3 separate regions of the Ovis aries genome follow, and all the other regions are linked to region 2. A link is a contact called in public Hi-C data. All regions are on one chromosome and are shown on one strand. Each heading gives the region's core, a stretch centred on a gene start, on an enhancer-like site or on the middle of the called end of the contact. The rest is flanking DNA. Distances are from core to core; before and after follow the strand shown. Region 1 holds the start of THRB (thyroid hormone receptor beta). Region 2 has its middle 300 kb from the start of TRNAS-GGA. Region 3 has its middle 54 kb from the start of NR1D2.

What was found. Hi-C and Micro-C count contacts between places; a contact is called where the count stands out from the background.
Region 1: a Hi-C map of tail adipose tissue shows a contact between it and region 2, with 6 times the contacts expected there. The contact joins the promoter of THRB here to the enhancer-like site in region 2. A contact is called at or near these places in 3 of 16 Hi-C or Micro-C datasets (hypothalamus, omental adipose tissue and tail adipose tissue).
Region 3: a contact with region 2 is called in a Hi-C map of muscle, with 3 times the contacts expected there. The contact joins two enhancer-like sites. A contact is called at or near these places in 4 of 16 Hi-C or Micro-C datasets (liver, muscle and tail adipose tissue).

The regions. Positions count from the first base shown.
Region 1 is chr26:41,142,413-41,145,112 of ARS-UI_Ramb_v3.0, forward strand. It overlaps THRB (thyroid hormone receptor beta), which reads left to right and starts at 1,291. Exons shown (of 7, transcript NM_001190391.1): 1 at 1,291-1,548. The coding sequence starts at 1,291.
Region 2 is chr26:40,789,068-40,791,908 of ARS-UI_Ramb_v3.0, forward strand. No RefSeq gene overlaps it. Among named protein-coding and RNA genes, the nearest start is that of TRNAS-GGA, 300 kb to the right of the region's middle. Within about 2 kb of position 1,549, at least 26 of the 54 cell types and tissues checked have an H3K27ac peak or open chromatin away from gene starts, as enhancers often do. A contact at or near this core is called in liver, muscle and tail adipose tissue, where this site is marked.
Region 3 is chr26:41,284,556-41,287,294 of ARS-UI_Ramb_v3.0, forward strand. No RefSeq gene overlaps it. Among named protein-coding and RNA genes, the nearest start is that of NR1D2, 54 kb to the right of the region's middle. Within about 2 kb of position 1,401, at least 7 of the 54 cell types and tissues checked have an H3K27ac peak or open chromatin away from gene starts, as enhancers often do. A contact at or near this core is called in liver, muscle and tail adipose tissue, where this site is marked.

The DNA.
Region 1 (2,700 bases), core at 41-2,540, 350 kb after region 2:
ACAAACCACCCTAACCAACGTCTCTGAAGACATCTAGCAGCTTGACAGAGGGGGCTGGTGAAAACCGAAAGCAGGTTTAACTCTTGCATTCAACAGTTTAAAATTTACCTTAAACGTCTGAAAAGCAGCTTTCAATTCCCAGTACTGCGCATAGATCAGGGTGGGCCTTGTCCGATATGCTATCTACAGTCCTTGGGTCATTTCAGCATAAAAGAAAATTCACCTGTCAGTTAATCTTTCCATCACTGTCTCTAATCACTTAAAAGTAGAATTCTATTTGTGTTTTTTTCCTATTTTGACAGACAGAATTTCTGGAAGTATGGGTGACCAGATGGATTATGCTTTTTAACGTGAATGCGTCTACAAATCATCTATATTAGCTTACTCTTTTCACTCTCTTCCTTGCATCCGTGTTCAGAAAAGATGTTCAAGGAGGTAAAATTTGCCCCCAGGGAAAGCTGGTGTGAGAACGTTTTCATTATCTTATCCAGTTGTTTCCCACTCTCTAGAGGGCAGACCTTCAAGCCCCTTGAGATTGAGTAGAGGAAAGAGCATCACACACAGAAAGCGTTAACTGCCTGTATCTCAGCGCAAGAGAGCGGGGCTTTTCCTTCTGTCCTAAGAGCTCTTAATTTGCCCCGCAACTAAAGCGCAGTCTGCTGACCTCCTCTCATCTCATCTCGCCTGTTCGGGAGGACATGGAAACCACTGACACAGTGTCCCTTGGAAGACCCAGCCCCTTATGCCAGCCTGTTGGGAGTGGAAGGTGCCAAAGGAGCCCGAGTTGTCACGCTCATGTAGCCACGTGGCACGGCCCTCTCAGGGAACAGGGTGCCCCTCAGGTCAGCCGGTGATAACACCCAAGTCAAACAAGGCCGCATCCCGGACGTTGTACGTCCCGAGGATCTGAAAAGTGTCCACGGCCAGCCCTGACCCTCGAGACCTCACATGGTCATCTAAGCAGTATCATAAATTGGTGCCCACTTGCTCCCGAGCCATTGCCATCGGGAGCGGGGCTGGCGAGAGGGTGGCCCTCCCGTGGAGGAGCCGATGTCTTCCTAGGAGCTAAAATCGGGGGAAACGCGCTAACTCCTCCGCAGGCAGCGCAGCGCCGGGGGACTCGGAGCCCGAGGCCGCTCCCCGAGCGTCTTATCGCCGCCGTGGGGTGGAAGGGCCCGGGAGCGCGGCCAGCCCCCACGAGCCCGGGAAGCGCTTGCCTCCCGGACCTCTTCCTCTCGGCCCCGTCTTGACCATGCCAACAGCCCCGTCATGTCGTGTTTTTCAACCCTCCAGAAAATGGCCTTCCAGCCTGGGACAAGCCGAAGCCTTGTCCCGACGGCGAGCCGGAGTGGAAGCTCGTGGGAATGTCTGAAGCCTGCCTGCATCGGAAGAGCCACCCGGAGCGGCGCGGGCCCCTGAAACATGAGCAGTCGCCCCTCATCCAGGCCTCCTGGACGAGCTCCATATTCCATCTGGACCACGACGACGTGAGCGATCAGAGCGCGCCCAGCGCCCAGGCCTTCCAGACGGAGGAGAAGAAGTGCAAAGGTAACCAGCTGTGTGTGCGAGCCGGGTGGCCGCAAGGAAAAGGACTCTGGGTGACCGTGTGCGGGGTCCCCCTTGAGCCCAGGTATGCTGTCCGCGTGGCTGTCCGGCAGCTCTCTTCCGAGCGCCTTTGCCCCCAGACCTTCTGTGGAGCGTGAAAGCAGTGGGTTTCTGAGAGCAGTTGATTTCAGCTTCCTGTTGGGGCCACTTGGGGAAGAAGACATTTTTCTTTCTCTAATGAGCAGGAGGGTTGTTAGTTTTGGCTTCGGTCCTGTTTTTGAGGCTGAGTAGAAACAGACACTGCTAGCATTACGTAACTACTTGCTTTGAAGTGTGTGTGCGTGTGTGCGTGCGTGTGTGTGTGCATGACTTTTCCCAGTTGTGCCAGTAGCTAATAGGATCTCCAAATCTACCTTTAACCTAAATAGACAATGCATGTTCAAAAGAGAGGTTTGAAGTTGTTTTCTTTGACTCATTAAGTCCTGTGTCATCAACCTGAAAGGCGAGATTATGGTGTTAGGGGGTTGTCACCTCATAAAAAATGTCAAACGGGCCTAAGTTTCTGATTGCATCAGATTTAACTGGCCTTGACCTCGGGTCGCCTCCGCCCTGGCAGATGTCTTTTGTGTTGATCGCTTTATGGTCTTAGGGCTTCCCAAAATCTTTGCTTCTTAAATCAGTTAGTGTCTTTAAATGTCCAAGTTCATGTTGACCCTCCACCCTTTCTCAAGTTAACATTTTTTAAAAATAAAGTCCTTTTCCATTTTCTTTGAGGGCTTTGATTCATGATCAAGTTTTTATGGGAGTGTATGTTGATTTACAATATTGTGTTAGCGTGATAAACTTTCAAATGGTGTGTTTGAAAATCTGCCAACCACATATCAAAATATATTAATGAAAGTTTGTAAAGAGACCTATATATGAGCCATATAGGACCTTTGCAAACTGTTCTAAATTGAGCATAAGCATGTGATTCTGACATCCTTCTCAAAAAACTGCTGATTTTAACTTTTTTGAAAACTTGAAAAGCTGCTTGGAAGCACCAGTTGACCTGGGAAGCTGGGTGTGCAGATTGCGTCAAATGAAAACAGGATTATCTAAACAAATTATAAAATAATGGTATAAGCTCTCATTCGAATGCAGTCAAAACCATCC
Region 2 (2,841 bases), core at 299-2,798:
AATTTGAATACGAGTTTCTGCCTTCAATCAGGTCCGTATAAAATTCTCCTCCAATGTACCCCCTTGTGTAAAATTAGAAAAACAAACACCACGTCCAGTTGGTAACCCTTCCTCACTGTGATGCAGCCTGGAAGACCCAGTGGGCTGACTTCCGATGGAATCACGCTGTCTCAATAACACTGCACAACATTGCCCTGGCCTGGGGCCTTCCCTGGAGGCCCAGTGGTGAAGACTCTGAGCTCCCAAAGCAGGGCACAGGGGATGATTGTTCCGGAAACTAAGATCCCACATACTAGTGTGGCCAAAAAAATTACCCTCACTTATTGTTATATAACATTGCTTCATTAATTGCTTGAATAATACCACATTGTTTATTTAGCTTTCATTTACTCTTTATTTCAGAAGTTTCCAGGCCAAATGAGATCAGAAAAACAAAGTCAGGGACCAAAGGGAAGCGACAGCTTTTATTCTATTCCGTTCTCTGTATGACGTTTCCTACTTAAGAAGGAAGTGAGCTCCCAGCTGAAGAGGATGCAAACTATAGGATAGATAAACATAAGATCCTGTGTAGAGAACTATATTCAATATCTTATGATAAACCATAATAGCAAAGAGTATAAAAAGTGTTTATATGTGTTAAACTGAATCACTTTGCTGTACAGCAAAAATTAAATAAAATATTTTACATCAACTATACTTCAATAAAATTTAAAAAAAAAAATGTCCCAGCGGATTAGAACCTAGCACCCACCTCCTGCCCATTCAAAGCAGTTCCAGGGGCTCCAGGGCCCCGAGAAGGCCAGCTGTCAACCGTGCTGGCCTCTCAGGGCACGCTTTTCCCTCAGTGGCCAGCTTCTCGCCCACGGTTAGCCACCAGAGGGCCGCCTGTTTGGTTCAAATGGTGCAGACGCCACAGCTTTCCTCCAAACCAACCAAAACATCCTGGGCTGCTTTGGAGCAAAGCCCAGGAACTTCCCTGCAAAAGGAGAACAATCCCTGAAAGTCCTAGGGTGCCGCCTTGTTCGGCATGAAGAAAAAAAAAAAAGCCCAGATTTCTTGCCAAGGACCCAGGGGCAAAGCGGGTCCGTGGAGTCTGAAGGGAGAGGTCCCTCCGTCTCGCCAGGGAATCCTGGGGTCTGCAACGCTGCGCCAGGAGCAGGGCAGTTTCTGAATTCTTGACAGTTGTGTCAAGAGGCTTCTCGTCCCTTTCCCCAGAACGCTCACAAGAATTGGGACTAAAACACACACGTCACTGGCTGGAGATCTAGAAAACTCTCCAATAAATCATCGTTCAGACAGTTGAGGCTTAAAAAAAAGTCAAAGCTCTGTCAAAACAGTTGGTTATGTTAATACATGTGTACACTGAATAATGAAGTCGGAATTATTTTAATATTATCTGTAAGAAAATCATTATACCCTGTCGTTCAAATAGCTTTCTGGCAACCCGAGCTTCTGACCGATGGCATTTTCGTTTTCTGGGTACTGAGAATTTTCACAAGCACATTTCTAGCCCAGCTCCGCAGAAGCCTGCCTCCTCTTCTGCCAGCCTGGACCCTCGGCCTTCAGGACTAGGGTGGGGGGTGGATTTTGTAAGTGCATATCTGACTCGGGCAGGACTTTTCAAGAGTATAAATTATTTTTGTCTTCCGGGTTTTATTTGGACGTGTCCCGGGCAAAGACAAACGAGCCAGGCGGTCTTTCTGGAACCCGTGCGGGGTCTGCACCCCGCGCCGGGCTCCCAGGATGTGCGGGGTGCTGCGGAGGGGTGCCTCCCTCAAGGGCAAGCCAGGTATTTTCCCAAACTTCCAGCCCTGGGGTTGGCGATGGGGGGGACCGCCAGACGCCCGGCGGGAGCGAGGCCCCAGGAGGAGCCAGAGCGCCGCGTCGGCCCCGACACGCGCCACAAGTGGTTTGGAGGAGGGAGGGAGGAGCGCGGCGGCCGGGGCCCGGCGCAGCCGGGGCTTCTGGAAGTCACCCCTCCCGGCCCGTGTCCCCGGCCCCCGTCCCTTCCTCTCTGCCGACTACAGGAATGACGCCCGAGCCCGAACCTCCCTGCGCACGCAGCCGGGTGGGTGGACGCGCGGCCACCAAAACGGCCGCGACATCGCCGCCGGGGGGAGGACTCCGGGGCGGAGGGCACGGCCGGGACGGGGCCCGGGGCGCCCGCACCTGGGGCGGCAGGTGCGCGGGCGGGGAGCCGCGCGGGGCGCGCCGGGCGCGCGGGGCCGGGGGGCGCGGGCCGGGCGCGGCGGGCGCGTCGAGGGCGGGGGCGTCGGGGGCCGGCGGGCTCCCCGGGCGCGCGGCCGGGAGGCCATTTCCTCGCGGCGCCCCGGGAGGAGCCGGGCCGGCCTGCTGCGGGCCGCCGCCGCCGCCGCCGGGCGGGCCGGAGGGGAAACCAGGTCACCGGCTGGCAGGCGCGGCGCGGGCGCCGGGGCCGGAGCAGGGCAGCGGCCCGGAGCGGGCCGGGCGCGCGGGCCCGAGAGGCGGGGACTCGGCGGCCGGGCCGCGCTCGCCGCCCGCGCCTATAAAAGTGGAGCGGCCCCGGCGGGCGGCGCGGCCCCGGCCCGGCCGCCCCTCTGCGCCCGGGGAGTTGGCATTTCGCAGGACGCGCTCCCGGGACCCCGCCGCCGGGAGGAGGGGGCGGAGGAGGGTGGAGACTGCGGGGCTCGGCCAAGGCGGGCGCGCGTCCTCGGGCGGGCGGCCGTGACGCGGCGGGGATTAACTTTGCATGGATAAGGCGAGCGCGCCGGGGAAGCGGCCCTCCAGCTCCAGCGCTCGGGCAGCGCCCGCAGGCTGCCTCCCCCGGCGGGGGCGCCCCACCCGGCCGGCTCCAGCGCCCCG
Region 3 (2,739 bases), core at 151-2,650, 500 kb after region 2:
TTATGGACTGCTCTTCAGGGCTGACTGGATCAACACCTTCCATTTAAAACAAGCCCAGGGACTTCCCTGGTGATCCAGCAGTTAAGGATCTGCCTGCCGGAGCAAGGGACAGGGATTCGATCCCTGATCTGGGAAGAGCCCACGTGCCGCAGAGCAGCTAAGCCCGCACTCTGGAGCCCATGCTCCAACAGCAGGTGTTGCCACAGGGAGAAGCCTGCGCACCGCAGCCAGAGAGCAGCCCACCCGCGCAGCAACCAAGACACAGTGCGACCAGAAATCAGTTAACTACCTTTAGAGATTTAGAAGTGAATAAATAAAACAACCCCATCCTCCAGTCAACGGCTGCACTAGCATACACTTGCATTCATGTGGTTCCTCCAAGTGCAATTTCAAGTTAATTAAAGACACTGTGCTGCACTTGAATTTCACACGTCTCGTCTTTCTCAATCGTTTAGTTTGCCTTCTCCAGACAAACTTTTACTCTTCGGTACGCATTTGCTGCCAGCCTGCAAAGAAGAGGAAAGCAAGCCATGTATCAGCTGACGAGAAGCCTCAAGGTGAGCACCTCATCTGTCGAAATCACACTTGGATTAACAAAGAGCCAACTGGCTGGAGTGGGCAAGTCAGCTGACTGCTCTTCTGTGCTCCACTTTCAGAGGGCATCCTGGGGACTGTCTCACACGCACACACGCACACACGTGAAGAACTGATACCAGAGACAGGACTGTAAAAGACCAGATTCCAGACACACGCGAGTGCCGCGTGTACACACCTCCCGCTCCCCAGCTCACACTGCTCAGCCCCCCTTTCATTTCAGACCTCCATGGGCTTCTCCCCACTTCACACAGTGCCTGGCCTCAAGCAAGCCCTGGGGCTCCAGCATTCCAGACCCCAGAGGCTTCATCAAGCCCCCACATGGGGGCTCTTATTACCCCCCAGGCAAGTGTTAACCAATGAGGGGAACTGCATAGACTCTCTCCCAGTCACTCCTCAGATCCTTCTGAGAGGCATTTGAAACACTACCCAGAATGTGGGTTCGATCCCTGGGTCAGGAAGATCCCCTGGAAAAGGAAATGGCAACCCATTCCAGTATTCTCACCTGTAAAATCCCATGGACAACAAGCCTGCCAGCCTACAGTCCATGGGGTCCCAAAGAGTTGGGCATGACTGAAGCGACTTAGCACGCACGCACCAGAATGTTCCAGGCAGGATGATGTCCCAGGTACTCTCGGTGCTGACGTTACTAATGCACCTTTTCCCTTCTTCCCATGCTCACCCAGGCCCCTCACCTCTGCTCCTTGGCTGCATCTTCCAAATAAACTACCTGTACCAACTCTTGGTCTCAGGCTAAGCTTTAGCAATGACACAAGCCAAAAGCTGGGAAGATCAAATGTCCCCATTTGGCTGCCACTGAGGGATTTCTCAATCCTCAGATTTCGCAAAGAGTCGGACACGACTGAGCTACTGAACTGAACTGAACCGAGGGATTTCTCAGATTATGAAACTTTTAGTGCTAAAACTGGGGAAACCCCTGGCAAATCAGGATGAACTCACACTAGTAAGACACTGAAAAGGAAGAGATACCAGAGAAAAAGCTGCAAAAAGGAACTGGTGAAGAAGGGACAGTGTCCTTCCATTGTCTATGCTATAAGCTTCACTACATCAAGAAATACCTACCAGGCTATAGTTGGCTCCCCTTAACTCCACTGTTTTTAAATAGTGTATGGATGCAGATGGTGGCCATTTTAAATAAGAGATAACACAAAATGTACAGTGGGAATAAAAAGGCACTAATCTAGAAGGAAATACTCCAGAAAGCAACCTCAAAAACCCAAACACAGCAACCGAAAAACTATGAAAATAGAATTCAGTAATTAAGCCAGTAAAATAAACAATATATAAAAAAACAAACATGTTCTTGGAACTAAAAGGAATGCTCCTACACTGCTGGTGGGAATGTAAATTGGCACCAACACAATGGATAACAGTAAGAAGGCTCCACAAAAAAACTAAAAATAGAGTCGCCACAATAACCCAGCAACCCCAGTTCCAGGCGCACACCCAGAGAAACCCGCAATGTGGAAAGATACACGCGCCCCTACATTCACTGCAGCACTGTTCACAAAAGCCAAGACACGGAAGAGCCCCGGATGTCCTCCCACAGACGAGTGGATACAGATGTGGCACACGTATGTGATGGACTAACTACGCAGTCATAAAAAAGAATGGAATAATGCCATTTGCAGCAATGTAGATGGACCTAGAGATTTTCATTCTAACTAAAGTAAGTCGGAAAAAGACAAATATCATGTGATATCACGTATATGTGGAATTTAAAAGATGACACAAATGAACTTATCTGCAAACCAGACTCACAGACACAGAGAACTGACTTGCGGTTGACAAGGTGGGGGTGGGGTGGGAAAGGGCAGAGTAGAGTAGCAGATACAAGCTATTAGACATGGAACAGATGAGCAACTGAGTCCTACTGGACAGCACGGGGAACTATATCCAATACCCTATAAAAAAACATACGGGAAAAGTGTCTGAAAAAGAATGTGTATATATCTATAACTGAGTCACTTTTCTATAGAGCAGAAATTAAGAAAACACTGTAAAAGAATTATAAACAAAAAAAATTTTTTAAGACACATTCTTATATACCAGCAATTAGAAATTATAATTTTAAAAAATTCCATTCACTGTAGCAAAGGAAATTTTTAAATATCTAAGAATATA